5 separate regions of the Mus musculus genome follow, and all the other regions are linked to region 2. Evidence: chromatin contacts called from public HiChIP or PLAC-seq and promoter capture Hi-C data. All regions are on one chromosome and are shown on one strand. The core of a region is the stretch at or near the end of the contact, and the rest is flanking DNA. Distances in the headings are between cores, read along the strand shown. Region 1 overlaps Ube4b (ubiquitination factor E4B). Region 2 holds the start of Clstn1 (calsyntenin 1). Region 3 holds the start of Ube4bos3 (ubiquitination factor E4B, opposite strand 3). Region 4 holds the start of Rbp7 (retinol binding protein 7, cellular). Region 5 holds the start of Slc25a33 (solute carrier family 25, member 33).

Region 1 (4,743 bases), core at 1,764-4,263, 220 kb after region 2:
AGAAGAGAATGAATGGAGTGGGAAGGAGACGCAGGCATGTGATGGGGTGAGGGTGATAAAAGTGCTTTTATGTGCGTGTACAAAAAGGCCGTCATGAAACCCATCATAGGTAACATGTGCTAAAAAGGAAATAAATAAGAAGGCCCTAGATCTCACTGCGGGCATTGTCGGCTGGCAGCACGCCTTCGCCTTGCTTTCTGTCTGTACACTCATAACTCTTGGTTTAAAGACCGTCGGCTTCTTACGTTTGTAAAAGCACAGTCCAGGCCTTTGACCCAGCACTCTCCAGTCCGAGGCAAGTAAGTCTCTATGGGTTTGAAACCAGCCTGGCCTATACGGTTAAGTTCCAGGCTAGACTTCATCTCATTGGGGGGCTAGGGGGGTCAGGGGGAGAAGGAAGGAAGAAAGAACAATTCAGGATTCAAGAAGAAAAACTCTCTGTAAAGCGGTTCTACTCTGCAGTTGGTGACCTCGGTCTTTGGTGGTGTCTTGTGGACACAGGAACAATAAGGGAGCACCTGAGCTGCTCATCTTTAGGCGAATCCGGAAATTCGCGTGGGAAAACGTCATTGTCTCTGGAGAGTTAAGAGAGGCAGCCTTTGGGGGGGGGGGGTGACCCTTAATTAGAAGGATTTTCTTTTTTCGTACAAGCCAGCAATGAAGAACCCAGAGTAACTTTAAAATCAGGTCAAAAATTAGCTGAAGGGACATTTTGTGCTTATTTTATTGATAAACTTATGCTGAGACCATAATAAAGTGACCTTAGGTGGCTTTGTAAAGGACATGGCATGAACTCAGTGGCAGCAAACAGCACAGATAGGCCTCTGAGTCACAGAAAGCTGGTGCTCTCTCGGGCTGGCTGGCTGGCGTGAGTGCTGTTGTCTTCCTGTGTTTGAGGTTTCTTTGGAGAGAATGCGAAGGAAAGGGACTGGAGACCCCAGACCACGTCCTGCCTTTTACCTAACAGGTGCGGCAACTATGACCTGGCTAAGTCCTTGACTGGAATTTCTACTTCCTCTAATGTTTGAGTGATGTTTCCAAATGAACAAACAGAAGTAAATAGCAACTTAATGTAAGGGCTGGAGATTAGCGTTGAAGCTTCTATCTCCCCTGGAGGCTCTTACTTGGAAATAAAAGAGTAACGTTTAGTATGCAGGTCACAACAACAGTATGGTGCCTAGGCAGGCAAGCTGTCTCTAGGCAGAAATGCTTGCTTTGTAAGCCTGACGGCTTGAGTGTGGTTCCTGAACCCGAAAGGGAAGACACCTAATAGTTGCCCTCTGATCTCACATTCATATGCACACATACCTACTTATACAACATATTATATGAACACAGTAAGATTAAAATTTAAAAATAGAATCCTTGATGATAACAATTTATGCTTATTCATATTTTGCCTGTTTATTATCAATTAAACTCTTACTTACACAGGAGGATAACTCTACTAAAAAAAGTAAATTTTAAATATTTTTTGGATGGACAGTTAATGGCGTTTATCTGTGTGACTGTAGAAGTTTTGCCTTCTTGATTGCGGTTCTGGCATCTCTTGCCTGTGTTGAGTGTTTTCAGATTGCTTAAGAAAGCACAAATACCATCCACCCTGATTACTTGAGTTACAGAGACCAGAATGATCTCTTCCAGCGCTGTTCTGATACCTGGCTGTGCTCTGCGCAGGTGTGCGCTATCTTTCTATCCCGTTTCTCCTGTGCTGAAACTTCCCTGGGATGGGATGAGCTTTGTGGCCTGAGGGATTGGTACAGGTTTCTAGTAGGTTTATACTACGCGCCCTTTACAGCTGTGGTTCACGTTGCCGGCTGCTGTGTACCTTCTCCTCGTGATGGTGTTAGTCTTAGATGCTAGCCCACTCCTAATTGTGTGGCTCAGTGAGAAGGCACTGTTAAATTTGAAGGTGAGCTGTGCTGAGCAGCAGGGCTTGGCCACTGTCACCAAATCAGTGCCAGCCTTGTGTGTCTGACTACCCTTCAATTTCCTGGTCAGGTGACTGTGTTAGCAAGACATTCTTACTAAAAATAAAATTTTCAGTTTGAACATTCATCAGCTGTCTCCTTGTTCTCAGTTGAATGCAACAGAGGGAAACAATTTCTTAAGTGTTGGTGGATTCGAGGAGAAAGTGGAACACTTAGTGTGATTTCCATGCAGATCATGGGTGTGTGTTAATCAGCAACACTGTGGGGGCAGGGCAAGTGGGAGTGCTGAGGTGTGCAGCAGGACCCTCCCCCCACGCTCTCAGCCGCCCTGTCTGCGCCCTACAGGCCGTGGGCCCTGCCAGAGTGCTGCTAGTGCTCAACGCTCGTCCTTCCCTGCACAGCTGAGCTCTGGTGCTGCTTGGACAGTTGTCCTGGTGGACCAGCCACACCAAAGAGTTGTAGAGTTGTTTTTATGGATGGGGAAAACCAGTGTGTCTTGGGGGGAGGGGGGGATGGGGCAGGGGAGAGTGCAAGTGTGTGGACTACAGACTGGTAGTCATCTTCAGAGCCTGCGTGCTAACCTTTCTCACACCTAACGTTTGTGGTTCTCTTTCTTACAGATCTTTATCCCCATTTTACAAGGCCTGGCGCTGGCTGCCAAAGAGTGCTCCTTGGAAAGCGACTACTTTAAGTACCCCCTCATGGTAAAAGCTCAATCTTTCCTTTTTAATTGATATATAAATAATCCCCTCATGGTAAAAGCATATTCCTTTTTTTTTATCAGATCTGTGTTTAACCTTGTTTTTCCTTTTCTTTCTTTTTCTTTTTTTTCTTTTTCCCTTTCCTTTCCTTTCCTTTCCTTTCCTTTCATTTTTTTCTTCCTTTCTTGAGACACAGTCTCATGTCTGCGTTAGCTCATGGCCCTGCGCCCTCCTCTCGAGTGCTGAGATTACAAGTGTAGATCACTCTCACCTTCAGATGTAAAACCTGAGACCCTGCTATAGGCCAGACACTTGTGTGACTGTGTCCTGAGCCACCCTAGTGTATTGGCAGCTTTCCATGCCCCGCCACTGCCAGTCCTAGACAGCAGCGAGTGAGGCACTGTGGGAATGTGCCTTGCTATTCTGGGGAGCCAGCACAAAGGATGACTGTCAGAGGCATCTTGCTGGTTTACAGAACAACAAGCAAGCCATACTTGGGATTTGAACATCAAGCATCATGAGATAGCTTGCTCTTGAGTTACTAGATGCTTGCTGTTCAGGCCTGACAACTGGAACCCACGTCAAGATGAGAGAGAGATCCCACATACATACTCAACTCCCCCTTTCCCCGGACACACACACACAGTAATAATAAATGGAGACGCAACATAGGATTGGGGCTGGGAAGACAGCTTAGCAGTCAGGAGTGTCTGATGCTCTTCCGCATGGCTCGAGTGTGGTTTGCAGGACAGCCTGGAACTCCGGCTCCAGAGGATTTCCCTCTTCTGCCTTCACAGGTGCTGCCGAGCACTCAGGAGGCATATACCTGGCACACACAAATAAAAATAAATCTTTAAAAAATCCCCAACAGATCATTTTAGTATCTTCCTGTGTTGTGCAGGCTGGCCGTGTGGTCATGAACCTGCATCATTATCCCGAATGCTAGGATGACTGCTTTGTGTTGCCATGCCCGACTGGGCCAGAGAGATGATCCAGCAGGTTAAAATACTTGCCACACAACCCTGTGACCTGAGTTTGCTTTCTCGGAATCAACATTAAAAGACAGGTGTGCTGCCTACTATCTGTAGTCACAGGATAGCTAGGGTAAGATAAGAGGCTGGTACAGGATAATTGTGGGCTAGCTAGCTTGGAGCAGCAAAGCACAATAGTAGAAAAAGGAGATTCTGCCCCAAAACCTGGTGCAGGGCACTAACCAACTGCTGAGCAGTTTTACTTTGACATCTAGATAGGGGCTTTGGCATGTGTGCGCCTGTCTATACATGTGCGTGTGCACATGCACACACACACACACACACATACACACATAAGCGCACACTAAGTGAGTAATTTTTTAAAATTTTAATAGCCTGTTAATACAGGTTAAGGAGTTGATTTAGTAGCTAAAGTGCTTGCCTGGCAAGCAGGAGGACTAAACCCACATAAATCTCGGTGTGTCTGTAGCCTGCCTGCCATTGAGGCCACACATCTCATCCGTGGTCTTTGTTTCCAAGTAGATGTGCCTGGTGCCCCGTGGTGCTCAGAACAACCATAGACTATAATAAGAGTCTTTAGCCAGATTCTCACCGAGGACTCAACTGTTATAAAATACTGCTGTCCATACAAGAGGCATCGTGGTCCATGACTTTCATCCCATCACTTGGCAGGCAGAGGCGGGTGCACCTGATCACTGTGAGTTCGAGGCCATCATGGGCTACATAGTTCCAGAACAGCCAGAGCTCTATAGAGAGGCCCCATCTGGGGAAAACAAAACAAAAAACCTTACCAAACAGCAACAAGTGAGAGGTTCTTTTCTGTCTGACATTTGCTGCTTTGAAATTTTGAGAGATGAATGTCTTTTGGTATTTTTGTTACAGGATTATAATAGAAAAAATATAAAACCATGGAACTCACTCACTATATGACTTACATACAGGTACAACTTTGTATAGGATGAGGCCATAAAGAAATTGAAACTCTATGTTTGTTCCTTTACTAACTCTTTTCGTTTAATTCCATTTTGTGGATCACTCATAATATTGGGGATGTGCCCTGGGTACCCTAGGCGCTTGTAAAGCAAGCTCTCTTTCCTTAGGATATTCGTAATTCAGGGT
Region 2 (5,076 bases), core at 1,934-4,433:
AGAGGAGACTTCTAATATTTTGATGTACGTATTTTGATTTTTTAAATTAAAGTGAAATTCTATAGTACACTTAAAAACAACAACAAAACAAACAAACAACGGAATTAGCCAAACAGGAGGTGCGATATATGTAAGCTCAGCAATGGGGAAAGAGCCCAGGCAATCACAAGTTCAGGGCCAGCCTGGCCCACATAGCAAGTTCCTGGCTACAGAGTGAGACTATCTCAAAGATAGGGGGGAAAACAAAACAAAACAAACAACAGCTAATTAATAGTCCAGTGCAATTTTATATTAGGATAGCTGTCATTCTCACTATAAGTCCGCATATGACCTTTATCTCACTCATCATCACTGAAGGCATATGGAGGCTGACCAACAAACAGTTTATGCCATTCCATCTTGCAACAAGAAACAAACGGGAATGCTGAAGGGGCAGTGTGGCTCAGGAGCAGATGCCTGTCCAGCCTTCGGGCCCTGGGCTCCGTCCCCAGCACCAACGTTGCAGGGAGGACTCAGATGTTCACTGGAATAATGAGCCCAGGGAAAGTGCCTCCAGAAACCGCATATTTACATATAAAACTCATTTGTAACATTTCAAACTGAAATTGTTTTATTAGCATGTCATGGAATATTCATGACCATGCAAGCTGGAAAAAAAACGGTAAATGCAAAAGAAAAACTGATGTTCAAACATTTTTACTTTGTAAGACGTTGGAAATTTCACATTCCTCTCAGCCATAATGAGGGTAATCAGGTGAGCCTGACCATGGTTTACCCAAGTAACTAAAAGATGAGCAGTACTGTAGGTAGATGCAGGAAGACACCTTAAAAGCAGTAATTCAAGCAGGCGATGCTATTACCAACTCAACTAAACATTACTTGAACTGTTTCCAAAATACCCAACCCAGCCCTCCCCTCCTTTCATGTATGGGCTGGTTTTTTTTTCCAAAAGAAGCAAAACCAAGTTTTCTTCCTCTTAAATAGACCAGGCTTCAAACCTCATTTCATACTTGGTTTGCTGAAACTTTTCAAAAAAAAAAATCAAATGCACGGTAATTAGATACTTAGTGGCAAGGAGCTGAATTTGACAAGAATGGACAGAATGTTCTAGATGGAATAAAAGAAGTTTTCAGTTTATCACCCTCTGTGTGGCACGCTGGAACAAAGGATGCTTTGCCCTCTTCTGCCCTTTTTTGTGAACACAACTTTCCTAAGTCAGGCCAAGCAGAAAAGGCAATCTTTTTTTAAAGCTTGCAAAGTTATTACGTGACCATCTCACCCAGACTTCTATCAATCCTCCTCCCACAAAGCTCTTTTGATTTCCAAAATATACACTTGAAGAAAATAGATTCGAGCACTCTCTACAGACTATCTACCTAGACTACTTTAAGACCAGGAAAAATGTTTACGGTTTCAAGTTCCATTCAGAAGGCTTTATCTGCAATGCGTAAGCAGTTTTGGTGGCAAGCTCGGTCAATATCAGAAGGCAGGTACAATGTTTAGATGAAGTGGATGAAGATTTAAAACAGCAAAATCCTATTTGCCTCCCACACTCCTAAGGAATTAGCGGGGCTGGCTGGTCTCTGTGGTGGTCATACAAGTCCGGTACACTACTCTGAGTAAAGGTGCAGCGGACGAGCGCTTTGTTCACACTGGTGGATGAAAAGTGATCACAAACACCTTCTCAATTTCGTCTTTGGGCAAAAGGGTGGGAAGGAAGAGGAGTTTTCGCCTCTGTTACTTCCGAAACCGCGTTTAAAGGACGCGGAGAGGAGGCGAAAAGGGGCGAAGTCGTGGTGTCCACCTAGCCGCAGCAGAGAACCGGGATCTTGGGAAAGTGATGCGGAGGAGTGGAATCTTATGTAAGCACACACCAAAATCCTTGCGTGCATCCCTGGGCTGATCATCCAACACACGTACACTGCATCCCACCCAGGGGCGCACCCCCCAGGCTGCATGCGCTACTGGAAAGTGGGCTAACTCCCACCGCGTGTCCCCAGATCTCCCCAGACCAGCACCTCAAGCACCCTGGGGCTACAACTAGGGCAGTCATGGCCCAGGTGCCCCGCCCGGGTACAAAATTGGCTTCCCCAGGCATCTGCAGCGCGCGCCTAGGTTCTCCGGAGCTCTTCTCTGAGCGCCTGAACCTGAATCTCACGTAGCGAGCGGGCTCGATGTTCCGCACTCAGCCCAGAGCCCCGCTCCCAGGCAATCAGTCACACAGTCGGGTCGGAACCCCGCGCCCCAGCAACACTACCTCACTCGGCACCGATCCCTGTGCGCTGACACTATTCCTGCACTGGGTCCTGTACCTGTGCACCTGATACGATCTGGGCCCCGAACCTTGCTGGAGACGATCTGCGCACCGGGATCCGAGCCTCGCCCAATACGACGCGCGCACTCGGACCTGAACCCTCAGCCCTGGCACAATTCCCACACTCGGACCCAAATTCCGCGGCCCTGCACGACTCCTGCACTCTGCCCACCTCCTTGCACCCGGTTACTATGCCCGAACTCGGACCCAACCTTGCCCAATATGACTCGCGCACTCGTATCCGAACCCTGGGCCTCGGCACGATCCCCACACTCGGACCCGAACCTTGCCTGATACAATGCGCGCACTAGGACCCGAACCCTGGGCTCTGGCACGAGTCCCGCACTCGGCCCAGAACCCAGAGGCCCTACAGGACTGCAGCACTTGCCCATAACCCCGCCGCCCCGCATGACCCTCGCACTCAGCCCCCCACCTTGCACCCGAGCACGGTTCCCGCACCCGGCCCCGACCCGAACCCCGCGGCCCCGCATGACTTCTGCATTCGGCCCAACCTTGCACTCGGTTCTGACTCCCGCACCCGGCTCACCGCGCCCCGTCGCTTACCTCGCGCGGCCCAGACCCCGCCGCCGCACAGCAGCCCCGCCAGCAGCAGCCGGACGGCCGGGGCCAGCGCGGGCGCAGGGCGGCGCAGCATCGCTCGGGCTCGGGGCGCCACGGCCGGCCCGACGCGGAAGCAGCAGGGAGTCGCGCGGGACGCCGAGAGGGGCGCGGGCAGCCGGGGGCCGGCGGCTGGGCGGCGCGGCGAGCACCGGGATGGGAACGGCAGCCGCCGTGCTGCTGGGCCGCGCGCGCCCTCCCCTCGTCGGCAGCGCTGCGCTGGAGGCGGCGGCGGCTAAGATGGCGGCGGCGCTCTCTCTCGGGTCCGGCGAGGGTACCCGGCCGGGGGCGGGGTGGCGGCGGGCGGGGCGGGGAGGGAGAGCGCGCGCGCACGCTCCCCGCTCCGCGGGTGCGCGAGCCCACAGGCTGAGCCCTGGGTGCGCGCCTGCGGGGACGCGCCGAGGAAGATTGGCCCGGGAGCAACCGGGAGGGACCCGCTGGACGCGCCCCCTGCCCGCGGCCAACCCGGAGCATCCACTCCTCCTCCTCGCGCGCGCCCCTGGACGCTGCACCTGGAAGCCCCCCAAGGCACCTGGGGATCCGCTCCTTGGTTTCCGAACCTAAGGACTTGTCCTACTGCAGATCCTAGGGCCTCAGAGCTCCAGCACCCGGCCACTTCATCCAAGCGGTGTCACCTCCAAGCACCTCGGTGACCTCCTCTGCCGAGTGGAGGTGATGAGCAAAGCTTGTGGGCTCAGGAAAGGTTGCAGGGACACAACTCATCCCAGTGAGTTTGGTAAAAGCCTAGGGTGGCTGTACTTGTTCTCCAGCTCCAGTCTGGGGGTTTGGAAAGGGACTTTTGTCTCCAGGGACTCCTGATTTACCGTAGAAACCTTTTGTCGCTTATTTATAGCCTTGTAGCGCGATAAAGAAGATGCTAAGTACCCTTTAGGAATATGGAGAGTCAAAAGAAGGGCCCTTTCTGGGGTTCTCTGCAGGGTTCTCTGGAGTCTGTCCCTTTTCCTTGTATGTCTCCTGTAATCTGGATGGACAAACAGACACACACACACACACACACACACACTGCCCTATTCTAGAGGAGAGGGCTGACAGAGTCACGGTGGGCTTCGGTGAGCACACTGTGTTGCAGCTGAGGAAAGTGAAATGCCTTCTCAGGTCAAACAACTGAGAGTCATCAGCCCTGGAGGGCAGGGTGGCCTCATTAGGGAGACACCCACAACACAAACCTCAACAGCCCTGCAACAGTTATTTCGGCCACTGTTGGAAGAGTCGCCAGCGATGTCCAGGGCGTGTTTGAGAGAGGATGGGGTGCTGGTGGGCCAGCTTGGGGAGAGGGTGAGGAAGGCGGACAGCCCTCCAGGCTGGGTGGAGTATGGCCTGTGGAGAGAGAGCATTGTTTAGGAAAGTTTGGGCAAGAAGCCCACAGAGGTAGACTGAGGTGCCTGGACACGGCAGGACAGAGGATTTGGACTTGACGCTACAGGAAGACCTTCAACAGCTGTGAGGAGAGGTACGGTGACCTGTGCGCAGACCAACCGACCTACCGAGACAGGGTCAAAGCAAACTGTAACGGAAACTCTCCTCTCTGTCCTTTGTTTCCTGACCTGTCCCCACCTCTAGACCACGCCCCAGCACTCCTCCCAAAGATGTCTGACTGCGGCTGCACCTGCCAACCAACGTTGTTGTTGACTCTTGAGAGACTTCCTTTGGCCACCTCAGCTGCTCTAGGAAGTTCTGGGAAGACTTCCCACCTCAGCTGGGCCCTACACAGCATAGAGTATGCTGTTGGTGTCTTCACCCAAATCCATTCCTACCCAAAGCCAGCAGCCCCTGACCCAGCCTCCTTTACCCCTGCCCTGAGAATGTCAGGACTGCCTCCCTCAAGAAGTCCTCCTGGAATGTTCCTGCCCCACCCACTGAAACCATATAGTCCCCAGTCAAGCTGCTTGCTATCTCAAACTCCCCGTCACTAATCCAGAGTGGGAAAGGACTGGACTGGATAGTACAAGCCGACAGGACTGCACTGGAATTCTCCTCTCCCTCTGCAAGTGGCCGTGCGCAGATCATGAAACTTTCCGACTCTCTTGCCTCCCCTGTGAAATCCAGTAGCAAAACCCACATCTTTAGAGTCTGGAGATCTATGCCACATGATGAAATCAAAGTGTCTCACAGGGGGCTGGGGA
Region 3 (4,771 bases), core at 605-3,104, 250 kb after region 2:
GTCAGCATAGCAGCAGATGCGAGCGAGCGGGAAGCAGCTCACCGTGGTCCACATTCCTGCTCCCTTAGGGATGTGTAAAGGGGATTTGCTAGCATCTCCTACCAAGGCTGAGAGAGCAGCCGGTTAAAGGTGTTGGAGATGTGTCTCAGGCACCTGCTCAGCTGTGCTCCTGTGATAGCCTGGACATAGACAAGCCTGACTGTTTTCCAAAAGAGTGACCACATTCAAATACAACTTTATGTGTGGGTGTGTTAGGGACGGTATATGCTATGTGCTTGCCAGCGCCTTTGGCGGTCAGAAGAGAGCTTTAGACTCCCTGGAGCTGGATTTGCCTACTCTTAGGAGCGCACTGATATTGGTGCTGGGAACCAAAGTGTGTGTCCTCTGGAAGAGAAGCACGTTTTCTTAAAAGCCAAGCCATCTCTTCAGCCCGCCTGCATTTCTGCCCTCCTTCCTTGCTCGCTTAAGCACTTTTTCAGCCCCCAGCTTTCCAACACTGGGCTAAAACCATGATTTCTACAACAGGAAGCTCAGGAGATTTTTTTGTATGAACCCAGTCACTGCATGAGGACCTCATTAGTTAAGGAATCTTTTTGCTGGTCAGTATTTAATGTCTGGTCTACAGCAGCTGTCTCTGAGCTCAGAAGCCATGTTTGTCCCAGCTGCAGCAGGTACTGTTGGCCTGCCGACTCTTGAGGGCTATTTGTCCTTAATATTCTGTCAGTTTAATTCATCACAGTGGCAAGACGTACGCCGTTGACAAATGTCACCGTCTTCTCTCTCTTCAGTAAGTAGATTAGAACAACACGTGCCTGACTGTTGGGGACTTGAGAAGTTTATGGGGAAATGTGGACATGAGGCTTCCCAGCCACAGTGACAGGACAGCGAGGGCCTCTGTCCTCTCCCTGCTTCTCAGTGACTTTGGAGTGATGCTCTAAGAGAAAGTGTCTCTTTCCAGAAGACTTCTGTGGGCGTTCATCTCTATGCAATCAGACCACTCCATTATAGGGGTTTTCAGATCAATGGCGGGGGAGATGTTTGATTCCAATGCTTTCTCTAGCTTTGTGCTGCAGCTCAGCACAATTCAGGGGTGCTTTGCAGATTGAGCAGCCCATTCCCACTGGGGTAGGAGCTTCTGGGCCTGGACTTTGCAGCAGCTTGGACCGTCCTGTTGTCCTTCATTTCCTAGGAGCTTGGTCCCCGATTAGCAGCCATGCTGAACTTTAACCTGCAGCAGCTCTGCGGACCCAAGTGCCGGGACCTGAAAGTTGAAAACCCAGAGAAGTATGGTTTTGAGCCAAAGAAGCTGTTGGACCAACTGACAGATATTTATTTACAATTGGACTGTGCTCGCTTTGCTAAAGCCATCGCCGATGACCAGGTGAGCACTGAGGAGGCCCATCTCATCAGGAGGCCTGGCACTGAGCCGTGTGGTTGGCATCTGTGGTCTGCACCTTCACAGCAGACCTTGTGCGTGTGTGTGTTGTCGTCCCCCTCCACCCTGTGCGTGTGTGTGTGTGTGTGTGTGTACTCCACACCTCAAAAGAGGTTAAAGCAGGAATTTTAAAGTCTCGTTTTCAGAAGTTGTTAATGCAGTGAACATGAAGTCGAGGACCACAGCTGGTCCAGGAGAAGAACTGATGCTTCCTTGGGAGAATAGAGCAGAGCTGGCCCCCTAATCCCTCAGACCCCCAAACAGATTCTGTTTCCAAACTCTGTTTGCTGTGTCAGGAAATTGCAGGTCTTCCCAAGCGCCCTGCTTACCAGCTGCCATGAATACATGGCCTTCAAGCCAACGCCTGCCTCCTCTCCTTTATCCAAGAGCCTTGGGGGTCAGGTCAGCTCATGTACCACAGCCTCCAGTACAGGCCTTCCCTCTGTGATGTCACAGAAGGGGATCCTGTTGACTGTCCTGGTGGCACAAGCCTGTATCCCAAATACTCAGGGGGCTGGAAACAGGTTGGTCACAAGTTCAAGGCTAACCTGGACTTAACTGAGACCATCCATGAAAACAAAATTGAGCTAGGAGTATAGTTCAGCGGTAGAGCACCTGAACTTGCAAAGTTCTAGGCTCAACCCTTAGTCCAGCCGGAGACTTTTGCAGAGAAAAAGGAAAGGGTTCCTCCCCTCCATGGTCTCTGAGCATCTTTCTTCCCAGGTCTTTTGCCATAATGTCTCGTGTAGACTAGGCTAGCCTTTGAACTCCTGATCTCAAACTCTCCTCTTGAGTACATTGATGTGTGCTACCATGCCTGACATCTGGGCAGCTCTGCAGCACAGTAATGCTTCGTGTTTACTGTATACCGCTCTGACCACTCATTTGATAAGCATGAATTCTATGGCACAGCTTCTACTAAACCCTTTGTTTTAAAGTAAGGAACACAGGGCACAGAGGAGCTTAGTGGCGTGTCCAGGCTCAGAAAGTATGGTATAGAGGGAGAATGTGTGACTGGCAGTCAAACCCTGTACCCATATTCTCACCATCTCCCTAAATGTTCAGAGTGTGGTATATTGCTTCCCATGTCACTATCTTTGTATGCACAGCATATGTTACCCATCCTCAGAACTCTCCAAAGGTCACTGCCTATAGCTAATTCAAAGGAGCAATGTTAAAACACAAGAGTTGTATATATACTCTTGTTTTCTTAGTTTGGTTTGGTTTGGTTTTTTTTTTTTTTTTGAGACAGGCTAGCCTTGAACCCAGGATCCTTTAGTGTCAGCCTCCCAAGTGCTAGAATCGCAGGTATGTGTTGATCATACACTGCCTTTTTTTTTTTTTTAAGATTTATTTATTATTTGTAAGTATACTGTAGCTGTCTTCAGACACCCCAGAAGAGGGTGCCAGATCTTGTTATGAATGGTTGTGAGCCACCATGTGGTTTCCGGGAATTGAACTCAGGACCTTTGGAAGAGCAGTCAGTGCTCTTAACCACTGAGCCATCTTTCCAGCCCATACACTGTCTTTTCAACTACAACTTTATCGCACAATTATTAATGTATCGATGCTTCTTGTTGTTTCTTACTGTTTGGGACACTGTCTCGCTGTGTAGCCGGCCGGCTGCCTCCCCAGTGCTGGGGTTCCAGGCGTGGACAGGGGAGTGGAGCGGGGATATGCAGAGGAAGCAGGCCTGTGTGGTTATTTAGAAATGGAAGCTTTAAAATGCAGTGCTCGGGGGAAAGGGACAGGCAGACTTTTGAATTCAGTGCCAGCCTGGTCTACATAAAACGTTCCAAGCCAACCAGGGCTCCATACTGAGATTGTCGCTCATTAAAAAGAAGGCAGATGGATTAAGGAGTTTCCCCCACTGCTGGAAAGAGATGAGTCTGTGTAGGTGTCAGTGTAGATCCTGCTCACAAGGTCACAAGATGAGCAGCAGACTCGGCAGAGGCCTCACAGTGAAACAGAAGCTCCTGCAGGCCCTGTCGCTGGCCCCTTGCTCTCACACTGGGGAGCAGAGGGGGACCCTGCCATCCTGCTCCTCCTCTGAATCTCACGTGCAGTCTCACAGGCCGGAGAGGGAACGGCAGCATTGGAAGGTGGAGTCTTCACGTAAGCAAATTCATGGACATTGGTTTACTTGATGGTTTTGGTTTGTGTTCTGTTGTTGCTGGTGTGATTAGAGACTGTGGTTGTGTCCCTGGGCCCCAGGAGACCCATTCTCCTTTGTATCTTGGCCTAAGTCAGCAAGTGGGCACTGTGAAGCACGAGTGCTGTGTGTTTTGTGGTGTGGGTGATTGTTACACAGTAGATCCCTCAGAGCTGAGTCGCTGACCACGTCACACCTGAGGAATCTAGTTTGGGCAGGTTAGGGATTTACATGAGACTACATGACTGGGGGCTGGAGAGATGGCTCAGCAGGTAAGAGCGCTGACTGCTTTTCTGAAGGTCCTGAGTTCAAACCCCAGCAACATGGTGGCTCACAGCCATCCATAATGCGATCTGATGCCCTCTTCTGGTGTGTCTGAAAACAGCTACGGTGTACTTACATAGTAAATAAATCTTTGGGGTTTTTTTTGTTTGTTGGTTGGTTTTTTTGGTTTTTTGAGACAGGGTTTCTCTGTATAGCCCTAGCAGTCCTGGAACTCACTTTGTAGACCAGGCTGGCCTTGAACTCAGAAATCTGCCTGCCTCTGCCTCCCGGAGTGCTGGGATTAAAGGCGTATGCCACCACGCCCGGCTCAATAAATAAATCTTTAAAAAAAAAAAAGAAGGAAGGAAGAAAAGAAAAAGAAAATTAAAAAAGACTGTATAACTGGGAGGTAATGGGACCTGAATTTGTGTCTAGGTTTGTCTGGGTGTGTTGTCCACTGTTCGCATTTCTACAAATGATGTCAGTCACCTGCTTATAGGAGGGGTTCAGTGCTGTGGGAAATGTGGCATTAGGAAGTGTTGGTTTCAGTGAGTGACGATGCTCAGCTGTTGCCTGGTGATTTGGCTTACTGTGCTCTGTTGAGTATGGCCTCACCATGTAGCCTGCGCTAGGAGGGAAGGAAGGAGTACACGTGTGACGGCCACCATGCCCACTCATGTGAGCCTAGGGAACCAGCGGTGACTAGAGCAAAGCTCCCCTCTAAGTATGGACAGTAATGGGCCAGTGACCTATGCTTGGTTCGCATCTGTGCTCACCCTTATGTAAAAAAGCAGAATTTAGTCATGTGCTCCCAGGACACAGTGGCTGACACAAACAAATAACCTCAATCTCCTCTTTATAACAAATGCTTGCTAGCTCCTAAAGTTAAAAACTTCCGGTTTCTCTGGGTCCTGGAGCTT
Region 4 (4,775 bases), core at 2,065-4,564, 130 kb after region 2:
GGAGTTCTACACATAGGTTCAGAGCCTCGCCTTTGTCTAGAAGTTTATAGTTGAGTTCCTAGTGTTAAGCACAGGGTATGGAGGCAAATACCGTCCTTCTTTCCTCTCCTCTCCTTTGCAGTGATAGTTTCTGATCCTGCCTAGAGGGAAACTCTTGGAACTGACCAGGAGGAAGGTGATTCCGGAGCCTATGATTCAGTCAAAGCTCCGTCCCCTTCAGCAGCAGTCCAGTCCAGTCTTGAATAGGTGGCCTTTACTCAAGCTGGCCCGAAGCCAGGGCAACTGGCACAAAGGCTAAGAGTATTATTAGTTACTTCTGTGCCTTTCATTTTTAGGCCAGGCTTTAGAACAATATGATCCTTAAGGTTAGGAAGTAGCTACTGTTCTTTTTTTTTTTTTTTTTTTTTTTGGTTTTGAACCTTTAATGAGAAAAAAAAATATACTATGGAGCTCAAGTACACGGTGGTCGGTGAGTCACTGGGGGGAGTTTGGGGGTCACACATGACACGTCTATTTAACAGACCGTACAACAGAAACACACAGTCAACAAAATACCAAAGTGGCGGCTAGCAAGGTTACGTCTCAGTCTCCTCATCATTCAACAGCATATTGGGGATCCCGCGGCTGATGGGGAAAAGACGACCAGATTCTGGGCATTGCAGGGTGCCCTCCAGTACATCAACCTCAAGCAACACGTGGTGCATCTTCCTCAAAAATGTCTCGTCGTGCTCATAGCCTTCAGTCGGCTCTTTGGGTACCTCGGCCAAGTTTAAGGTGTCCGCTGCCTGCACAAGCGCCGCCCACTCCACTTTGGGGATCATCCGCGCCACGAACTCCGGGTTGAACTCCACGGGGTTGATGCGGACCTCAGTGGCCTGCAGGCGCAGCGGGAAGCCACGCGTGCCCACGCCCCGCACATGGGAGCTTAGGAGATTGTGGGTGAGCAGTTTCATGTTGTCACAGCGGAGCGCGTGAGGCCGGAACCGGAAGGCGTAGCTACTGTTCTTTATGCGTCCTGTTCCAGACTCCAGAAATTTGGGCAGAGTTCACAGTTATGGATCCCTCAAAGGTCAAGGAATGTCTATGCCATTTGGTGTAAGAGATTCAAACGCTCTTTCTGAGCAAGTTGATCCCACCTTGGCTTCTCAATACAAAGGGCATTTCTCCCTTGGAAAAGGTCACATTCAGTCAGTCAGTCAGTCAGTCAGTCAGTCAGTCAAGCATTTATTGAGCATTTGCTGGGCAGAGTGCAAGACCCGGGGACACTGTCATGGTAAATGACGTGAACCCACAGTCATGCCTTTCAGTCAACAAACAGGGAAATGGACGAGGCATGGACTAGGAGAGGGAGAGGGAGATGGAGACAGAGAGGGAGAAGACATAAAACATATGCAAATTATAAACAGGTTTTTGGGGTTTTTTTGTTTTTTGTTTTTTTGTTTGTTTGATTGATTTGGTTTTATTTGGTTTTTCAAAACAGGATTTCTCTGTGCAGTTCTGGTCATCCCGGAACTCATTCTGTAGATCAGGCTGGCCTTGAACTCAGAAATCTGCCTGCTTCTTCCTCCTGAGTGCTAGGATCAAAGATATGTGCCACAACAGCCAACCTGAAAAAAAAAAGTTAACAAAGTTGTGAGTTTTTGTCAGTGCTAGCTGTGTCACCATGGGTGTCCATGATGCCTGTTAACTGATGTGGAAGGACCCTGTACCGTTGGCAGAGTTTAGGTCTTGGAGTGTGTGACAGGAGACATGAGTGGGCCCAGCACAGGCAGGCATTTCTGCTTTTGACTGTGGATGTCTGATAGCTTCACGTGCCTGTGACCCTGGCTTCCCTGCAAGGCTGGACCATAACTTGGAATGGTGAGTTAAAACAATCCCTTCCCCGATAAGTGGCTTTTGTATGAGTATTTCATCACAGCAACAGGTAACAAAACTAAGACCCACCCGCTTGCTTTTACGGTGCAGACACAGAGCCCAGGGCCTCAGTGCAAGCTCTCTGTCACTGAGCTGCGTCTCCAGCCTGGTTTCCAGTTTCCTTCTTTTGAATTTTGAAAGGTTTAGGACTCTGGTGGAAGTGATGTCACCTAACTTCTGAGATCGCTTTGTAGGACACAGGGCAGCACCTTTGTGGTTCTCTTGGGACTCTTAGAGAACTCAACCTCCATGCTATCTGGGATCCCTAACAGTCCATAAAGAGCCTATAGCTTACCAGACCCAGCCCTCAGCTCTTTTTTTTTTTTTTTTTTAAGATTTATTTCTTTATTTCATGTGTGTGAGTACACTGTAGCTGTCTTCAGACACACCAGAAGAGGGTGTCAGATCCCATTACAGATGGTTGTGAGCCACCATGTGGTTGCTGGAAATTGAACTCAGGACCTCTGGAAGAGCAGTCAGTACTCTTAACCACTGAGCCATCTCTCCAACCCCTGGCCCTCAATTTTCAAGTGTGGACAGATTTCCAGCTAACACACAGTCAAGTCTGACCAGCTGGTCTAACCTGAGCAGGGTAAAAGAAATGAGTTCCTGGGCTAAAGAGATGGCTCAGCGGTTAAGAGCACTGACTGCTCTTCCAAAGGTCCTGAGTTCAAACCCCAGCAACCACATGGTGGCTCACAACCATCTGAATCAAGACCTGATTCCCTCTTCTGGTGTTTGAAGGCAGCTACAGTGTACTTACATATAATAAATAAAATAAATCTTAAAAAAAAAAAAAAAGAGCTGGGCGTGGTGGCACATGCCTTTAATCCCAGCACTCGGGTGGCAGAGGCAGGTGGATTTCTGAGTTTGAGGCCAGCCTGGTCTACAAAGTGAGCTCCAGGACAGCCAGGGCTATACAGAGAAACCCTGTCTTGAAACCCCCCCCCAAATAAATGAGTTCCTATTTATTAGGATGGCTAGGTGCTGCATATACATTGATGTATGTGTGGGCATGCGTGTGTAAATCAGAGAACAGCTGGTTTTAAACATTTATGTTGACCCAGTCAGTATTTGATGCTGGGAGCTGAAAGCCATTCGTTTAGTTATTAACATCTAAGAATAAGGGATGACCTGGGTCACACCCTGGGCTCAGAGGTGTTTAAAGTTAAACTAAAGGAGGGAGTCACAAGGGAAACAGAGGTTGCCAAGGTAGGGTGGGGCAGGAGAAGGGATGGAGCCAGGAGTACGTGGGAAAGGAAGGAAGGAGGGATAGCCAGGGCTCCACACCCCCAGCTTCCCTGTCCCCTCCTGCAGTCCCCTTGGGCTCCATCCTGGCTCCGCCCTCGCCCCATTGACAATATAGGGCACCACTGCCTGTGACTCTTGGGCTTTGGCTGCGGACAGACACCAAACCATGCCAGCAGACCTCAGCGGTACCTGGAATCTTCTCAGCAGCGACAACTTCGAGGGCTACATGCTGGCCCTGGGTAGGACTTAGGGTTGTGCAGCTAGGGGGAGCTAAGGTTGGGGAGCAAGGCCTCGGGCCTCCGGGATTGAGTGAAGACAGTTTGTCCTGTGTGTTCCAGGTCCTTCTGTCCCCTGTGGGTTATGTTCTCGCTGGTCAGCTCCTGTCCTTGTCCCAGAGTCTCTGCTGCTCTGTCTTTCTTCTGACCCCCTTGTCTCGTCTGTCACTCATCCCATCTGTCGGTACCTCTCTGCGTTCCTCGAATCTCAGGTGCTTATGTACCCCTGCCTATCCAAATCTGCGTGGATATGTGGGATACGGTTGGGAGCGGCTGGGGCTCCTAGGGGCAGGGCGGGTCCTGGCACTGGAAACCAGGCAAACAGCAGCTGCAGTCTGCGTGAGAATTCAATTTCCCCGCCAGAGCTGAGCCCGCTTGGCTAATGGCCAGTGTTCGGAGTTCAAGGCTACTCCTGCAGATGAACCGGCAGAGTCAGCCTGAGCTGCCCATGTGTGTGGCGAGAGAGCAGTGCCCCACACCCTGAACCCTGTGGCCTCCAGTGCATGGGTCCACGAGAGAGGGTCTGATCACTGACCCTGCTTCCTAAAAGACTCTCGGTATGGCGCTGACCGGGCAACTTGCTCTGGCTCTATGGATTTGACAGATTTGGGCAACTATTCCTGCATGCAGAGCATCCTTGCCAGGGCTTGTATTGGGATTTATTTGTTCGGGTTTTTTTGTTTGTCTGTTTTGAGATAAGGTCTCACGTTGTAGGTCAAGCTGGCCTGGACCTCACTTTGTAGACCAGGCTGGTCTCAGACTTCAGGAAATCCTCCTTTCTCAGTTTCCCAAGTATAGAGATTAGAGACCTAAGCTACCATATCTTGCTGTACTGGGTACTTGAAAAACTTCCTTCAAGTACATAGAACAGACTTCAAAACCCCAGTAAGTAAAAGCAATTAAAAAAAAAATCATCCTTCTTTAGCGGCTAGAGAGGTGGCTTAGTCATGCACATGGCAGCGCACAACCATCTGAATGCCCTGTTTACAGGGAATGCGATGCCCTCTTCTGGCCTCTCTGGGCACTGCATACATGTGGTGCACAGATATGCCTGCAGGTAAAATTTATACAAGTTCTCGTGAGTCAAGTATGGTGGTGCACACCTATGATCCAATATTTGGAAGTGGAGGGAAGAAGATCAGAAGTGTAATGTCACCTTTGCCTGTATAAGTTCAAAGACAGCATGTGTTATGTAAAATCCTGCTTTAAAACCAGCTGCTCTCTGAGTTACACACGCATGCCCACGCATACATCAATGTAAATGATTAAAATAAAAAATATATATAATAAGAACAATAACTTTGCAGGTATTGACTTTGCAACTCGTAAGATTGC
Region 5 (4,779 bases), core at 593-3,092, 190 kb before region 2:
GTGGGAGACGGAAGACAATGGGTTGGTGTGTTCTGCATCCGAATACTCTGGAAGGTAAAGGAGCAAAGGAGTGGCCTGTGGGGACAGCTTCCTCTCAGCTGCAGAGTTGGTGGGACACACACAGACCTGGAGTCCCTAGCAGGGGAGGGGGAAGGAAGGAAGGAAAGGATGAGTTCCAAGACTTGTCAGAGCTAGAAGTGTCAGAAGCAGAAGAAGGGAGAAAGTAAGAAAGAGGGAAGAGAGGGAGGGAGGGAGGGAGGGAGGGGAAGGGAGAGAGTATGAGTCAGTTTAGAAGCTGACATTAATGGCCTTGGTGCCTGTGCAGAATATAGAGTCACTACCAGGGCAGGGAACAGAAGAGACTGAGCAGGCTTGGGGGAGGAGTAGAATGATCAGTTCAATCTAGGACATTTGTTTATTAGTTCCCTGGGCAGTACTAGGTGGCAGGTACCGTGACAGGAACAATCTGTTAAGAACAACCATGAAGTGTAAAAACAAGGCCCCCCACTCCCATGGAGCTTGCATTCCAGAATGGGACAAACAGTTTGAATAAAACAGAGTGAGTACACGAGCCCACATGGAGTCACCGAAGCCATGTGATCAGGGTGCTGCCAGGGCAACCAGGCAAAGCCCAGCCAAGAGCCAGACCTGGAGGTAAGAAGATGCCAGGCTCACTGTGGCAGTGGTCCAGGATATTTAAGGGGAGGAGCGATCTGGGTCGCTCAAGTCCGAGCATCAGCGCACACAGTACAAAATTCACACTGCAAAATACATACCAAATATAATGCTATTTATAGAAAGATCAAGAACACACAAAACACTAAGGGTAGGCTAGAGGAGGGCAGGCTGTTTAGGTGACGTGTTTTTTTTTTTTTTTTCCTATTTAAGCTCAGAGCTGTGAGATGTAATATGTAATCACCATACATGTTTATACATGGAAATATTACAGAATGAAATTCTTAAAAAGATCGGGAGCTCAGGGTAAATGTACTTGCAGCCAAATCCGACAACTTGAGTCCAATTCCTGGGACCCGTGAGGCATGGTGGCTCATGCCTTCAATCACAGCACTCAGGAGGCAGAAGCAGGTAGATCTGTGAGTTTGAGGCCAGTTTGGTCTACACAGTAAGTTCCAGAACACCTAGAACTACACAGAGAAACCCTGTCTCAAAAAACAAGTCAATTCCTGGGACCTGCATGATGAATAGGCAAAACTGACTCCTGCAAGCTGTGCTCTGGTCTTCACCATTAGACAGTGGCATGTGTGAACCCATGACATCCCTTAAAAACACACAATAAAAACCACAAAAAACAGCTGGGTAATCTCAGCACTGGAGAGGCAGAGGCAAAAGGATCAATGTGACTTCGAGGTTATCTTGGTCTACATAGAAAGTTCCAAGGTGCTGGGTAGTGGTGGCGCACGCCTTTAGGCCCAGCACTTGGGAGGCAGAGGCAGGCGGATAAAATGTGAATTTGAGGCCAAGCTTGGTCTACATGGCAAGTTCCAGGCAGTCCAGGACTGCAATGTAAGACTGTCTTAAAAAAAAACAAATCACACACACATAAACATAATTTTAAAAAGAAGAAAAAGAAGAAGAGGTTTGGAGCATAGGGCATGGTTACACACTCAGTTTCCAGCCTCTGAGAAGGACCAAGCAGCTTTGACCAGTTTGCTGGTCATCCTCTTATTATCCTGAGCAGCCCTTCGGGGCCTGATCCCGCCCCGCGTTGCACGACCGCCACGCCCACATCCACCTGCCGTCCAATAGGCGTACGGGATCCGGGCCCACACCTCCGCCGCGCCGCGCCCCGCGACGTCACGGCCCGGCCTCCGCCACGTGACGGCCGCGCGCTAGGCTCTCTGCCTAGCGGCTGGAAAGCGCCGCAGAGGCCGCTGACTGGCCGGGCGCGACGCCGCGGAGGGAGCCGGGCGCCTGGGCCTCCCGCGCGCATGGGCGCGTCGGCGGCTGCCTGAGGAAGGCAGCGAAGCCAGCGGAGCTCAAGACCTCGCGCGTCCCACGAGCGGCTGCGGCGGGCCGCGGAGCCGGCGCGGCCATGGCGACGGGCACTCAGCAGAAAGAGAACACGCTGCTTCATCTCTTCGCCGGCGGGTGAGTCTGGGGCCCGAGCTGCTCTCGCCTCAGCCCCGGCCTTCTCCCCCTGCGTGCCGTGGCCTTGGGAATCCGCGTTTCCCGTCCGTCGCGGACTGGGGTGAAGCCAGGACGGGCAGCCCAGGAGGGTCGTGGCTTCGGCGTCCCCACCGCGGGGTCAGCCGGCACGGCGGCTTTCCACCCGGCGCGTCCGCGGTCCCATCCCCCACCCACCGGCCGCCTCTCGCCGTATTCTCCTTTTGAACAATTCCTGGCTGGTGTGACTGTCACCAGGGGCGATCGCGCCGAGCCCCTGTGGCTCCGGCCTCCTGGCGTTTTCCTGATCACGCTGCGGTCACTCACCGCTGCAGAGGTGCGGATGCTGGAGGTCCCGGGGCAGCTAGCCCAGGAGGTACTGCGCTGGGTCAGAGCTGCGGGCAGGTGTCGCAGGGCAGCCCGTGGCCTGCCCTGCGGAGTATGGGGGGTTGGGGGGGAACGGATGCTGGTCTGCACCACGTGGGACGGTAAATGGGGACCTCGGAAGGTTGGTCAGTGCTAATCGATCCTAAAGCACCTTTCAGTGATTTTCAGTGGAGGAACACATCATGATAGGAGGATACAACTAGGAGCTGAATTAACCCCCTAAAAAAACGAAAGTTTGGGGTTTTCTTTTTTAAATAGTATTTTTCTTTTCCTTTTGTCATAGCTGCTAGTGGCTTGGGACCCTTTTGGTGCTGGTTTTTCAAACTATCTATGGAGCTGTGTCCCCAGCCCTGGGGTCATGAAGAGCTCTTTGAGATTTAGCCCAGCTATTTAAGTTTTACATAACATGCAGCGTTTTTCCTGTGTTATCATCTTCACTTGAGAACTATAACTGGACCTAAACAGTTCCATATACTAGAAAGTAATGGTTAATGAAAGGGTTATCCAGAAAATAACGGTGATGAAAGGGTTTCTGGTGCCTTGGTCCTTTTACCTGGCAGGCTGGCAGTACCTTTCACCCGTCAGATAGCTTTAATGGTTGTGCCTAGGCAGGAGGAATTTCTTGTTCATCCATTTCTGTCAGGCCTTCATTCCTCCTATCCATGTCTTCATTGGTATTAACCTTTGAGAGTAAGCCTTAGAAGGCACCCTCACTTTATATAAATGTGTCATCCCAGGGAACTTAAAGTCTGTTAGGCATATTTTTAAAGCCAAGAGAAATAAGTTTATACTCAATGGGTTGTTTTGTTTGTTTGTTATACTTTTTCTTTTCTTTTCTTTTTTAACTGAGTGGTCTCTTATGTTGTATGTCTGCCTGCTCTTAACTGGGGGAGTTTCAGAGTGGCCTGTGTTGAGGCTCACTACTATAGTTGATGACCCTGTCTGGATGGATTTCCCTGCACACCCTTCACAGTGCCCTCTGGCTGCCAATTCCAGCCTCTTACGTGCTGATAGAGAATACTGCAATGGGCAGTGAGGCTTGCGGGACTCATTAAGAGGCAGGGAGTTTATTAGTGCTGTGCCTGAAGCAGTGGTGTTTAACAAGTTCTGGTTCCTTCATTAGCCATTTAAGATCTCTGTGCTTGCAGATGAGAAAAGAAATGAACCCTCAAAAAGCTGCTTTCAGAGCTCTAATTGGATTTTAGCCTAAAACACCTTTTAAGGTAGAGCATGAAAGGAGTCAGTATAAAGAGGGCACAGACTATAGTTAAAAGTTGTCAGCCCAGGGGTCTGGTAAGCCCTTTCCTCTGTTGTTAGCTGGCATCTCTCCAGAGAGCTAAGTTCAATGCCTTTGAGAAGTCTGAGATCTTGCTTTTAAAATCTGTTGGTTTCCCTTGTTTGTTGAATAATCATTGAAGGCTATGTTCCCAAACAGATTTAACGATATCCCTGATTATAATAATATAAACAAGTTTTGTTTTTTGGAGACAAGGTCTAGAACTCACAGAGATCTTCTGTCTCTGCTTCTACCTCCCAAGTACCACGATTAAAGATATGTGCCACCAGGTCCTGGTAATACACTTCTACTAGCTATCAAAGGCTTATAAATTAATATAACCAGTGAAAATCTATTTTAGATCCTGGAAAAAAAACAGACTGCACCAAAACAATTCATAGTCTTTTTTGTTTGTTTGTTTGTTTATTTTTGGTTTTTGGTTTTTCCAGAGAGGGTTTCTCTGTGTAGCCCTGGCTGTCCTGGAACTCACTCTGTAGACCAGGCTGGCCTTGAACTCAGAAATCCGCCTGTCTCTGCCTCCCAAGTGCTGGGATCAAAGGTGTGTGCCACCACTGTCCGGCCAACTCATAGTCTTTAATTTTTTTTTTCTTAAAGGAACAAGTTTCTGGATTATTTCCCAAGATTATTTCCTATATTAACATATACTAGTCAGATTTTCAGTGTAGCATGTTGCCCTCAGAGAAGAGAACAGAAAGGCCACCACAGACCAAAATCTAGAAATAAGCACTTTGGGAAAGGTTCCGAGTGTATATATGCCCCAACCCAATTTTATACTAACTTTAAATATAAGATTGAGTTGTTTCTGTTTGTTTATTTTGTGTGAGCAGGTCTGGAATTCACCGTATAGCCCAGGCTAGCCTCACACTCCCAGCAATCCTGCCTTAGCCTTCTAAGTACTAGGATTCCAAGGCATGAGCCACGTTGCCTGGCTGGCTAAAGCCCCTGCCTGCTCTTCACTTTGTTTTCTTCAT

Evidence for each region. Promoter capture Hi-C pulls out the DNA fragments that hold promoters and counts their contacts. HiChIP or PLAC-seq counts read pairs in DNA pulled down with a chosen protein or histone mark. Capture Hi-C pulls out chosen DNA fragments and counts their contacts.
Region 1: a promoter capture Hi-C map of the C10 cell line shows a contact between it and region 2, with 2.4 times the contacts expected there. The contact joins the enhancer-like site here to the promoter of Clstn1 in region 2. A contact is called at or near these places in 7 of 39 promoter capture datasets (the 3T3-L1 cell line, the C10 cell line, the HPC-7 cell line and 4 more), 2 of 115 datasets of contacts at active chromatin or transcription factors (both in embryonic stem cells) and 1 of 9 other capture datasets (pancreatic islet).
Region 3: a promoter capture Hi-C map of adipose tissue shows a contact between it and region 2. The contact joins the promoter of Ube4bos3 here to the promoter of Clstn1 in region 2. A contact is called at or near these places in 12 of 39 promoter capture datasets (the 3T3-L1 cell line, the HPC-7 cell line, cranial neural crest and 8 more), 1 of 115 datasets of contacts at active chromatin or transcription factors (embryonic stem cells) and 3 of 9 other capture datasets (adipose tissue, liver and pancreatic islet).
Region 4: a promoter capture Hi-C map of adipose tissue shows a contact between it and region 2. The contact joins the promoter of Rbp7 here to the promoter of Clstn1 in region 2. A contact is called at or near these places in 3 of 39 promoter capture datasets (embryonic stem cells, stem cell-derived epiblast-like cells and trophoblast stem cells), 7 of 484 Hi-C or Micro-C datasets (8-cell embryo, bone marrow-derived macrophages, embryonic stem cells and 2 more), 6 of 115 datasets of contacts at active chromatin or transcription factors (embryonic stem cells, microglia and pancreatic cancer cells) and 3 of 9 other capture datasets (adipose tissue, liver and pancreatic islet).
Region 5: an H3K4me3 HiChIP or PLAC-seq map of embryonic stem cells shows a contact between it and region 2, with 17 read pairs. The contact joins the promoter of Slc25a33 here to the promoter of Clstn1 in region 2. A contact is called at or near these places in 2 of 115 datasets of contacts at active chromatin or transcription factors (embryonic stem cells and pancreatic cancer cells) and 1 of 9 other capture datasets (adipose tissue).

The regions. Positions count from the first base shown.
Region 1 is chr4:149,363,346-149,368,088 of GRCm38.p6, reverse strand. It overlaps Ube4b (ubiquitination factor E4B), which reads left to right. Exons shown (of 27, transcript NM_022022.3): 10 at 2,552-2,635. Among named protein-coding and RNA genes, the nearest start is that of Ube4bos3, 31 kb to the right of the region's middle. Within about 2 kb of position 3,013, at least 44 of the 459 cell types and tissues checked have an H3K27ac peak or open chromatin away from gene starts, as enhancers often do. A contact at or near this core is called in hippocampal neurons, where this site is marked.
Region 2 is chr4:149,584,575-149,589,650 of GRCm38.p6, reverse strand. Clstn1 (calsyntenin 1) reads right to left here and starts at 3,183. Exons shown (of 19, transcript NM_023051.5): 1 at 2,879-3,183. The coding sequence starts at 2,969.
Region 3 is chr4:149,331,722-149,336,492 of GRCm38.p6, reverse strand. Ube4bos3 (ubiquitination factor E4B, opposite strand 3) reads right to left here and starts at 1,854. Exons shown (of 2, transcript NR_131918.1): 1 at 1,765-1,854; 2 at 581-1,261. It overlaps Ube4b (ubiquitination factor E4B), which reads left to right. Exons shown (of 27, transcript NM_022022.3): 24 at 1,190-1,381.
Region 4 is chr4:149,453,507-149,458,281 of GRCm38.p6, reverse strand. It overlaps Rbp7 (retinol binding protein 7, cellular), which reads left to right and starts at 3,314. Exons shown (of 4, transcript NM_022020.2): 1 at 3,314-3,404; 2 at 4,748-4,775. The coding sequence starts at 3,332. It also overlaps the pseudogene Trmt112-ps2.
Region 5 is chr4:149,771,330-149,776,108 of GRCm38.p6, reverse strand. It overlaps Slc25a33 (solute carrier family 25, member 33), which reads left to right and starts at 1,842. Exons shown (of 7, transcript NM_027460.2): 1 at 1,842-2,109. The coding sequence starts at 2,054.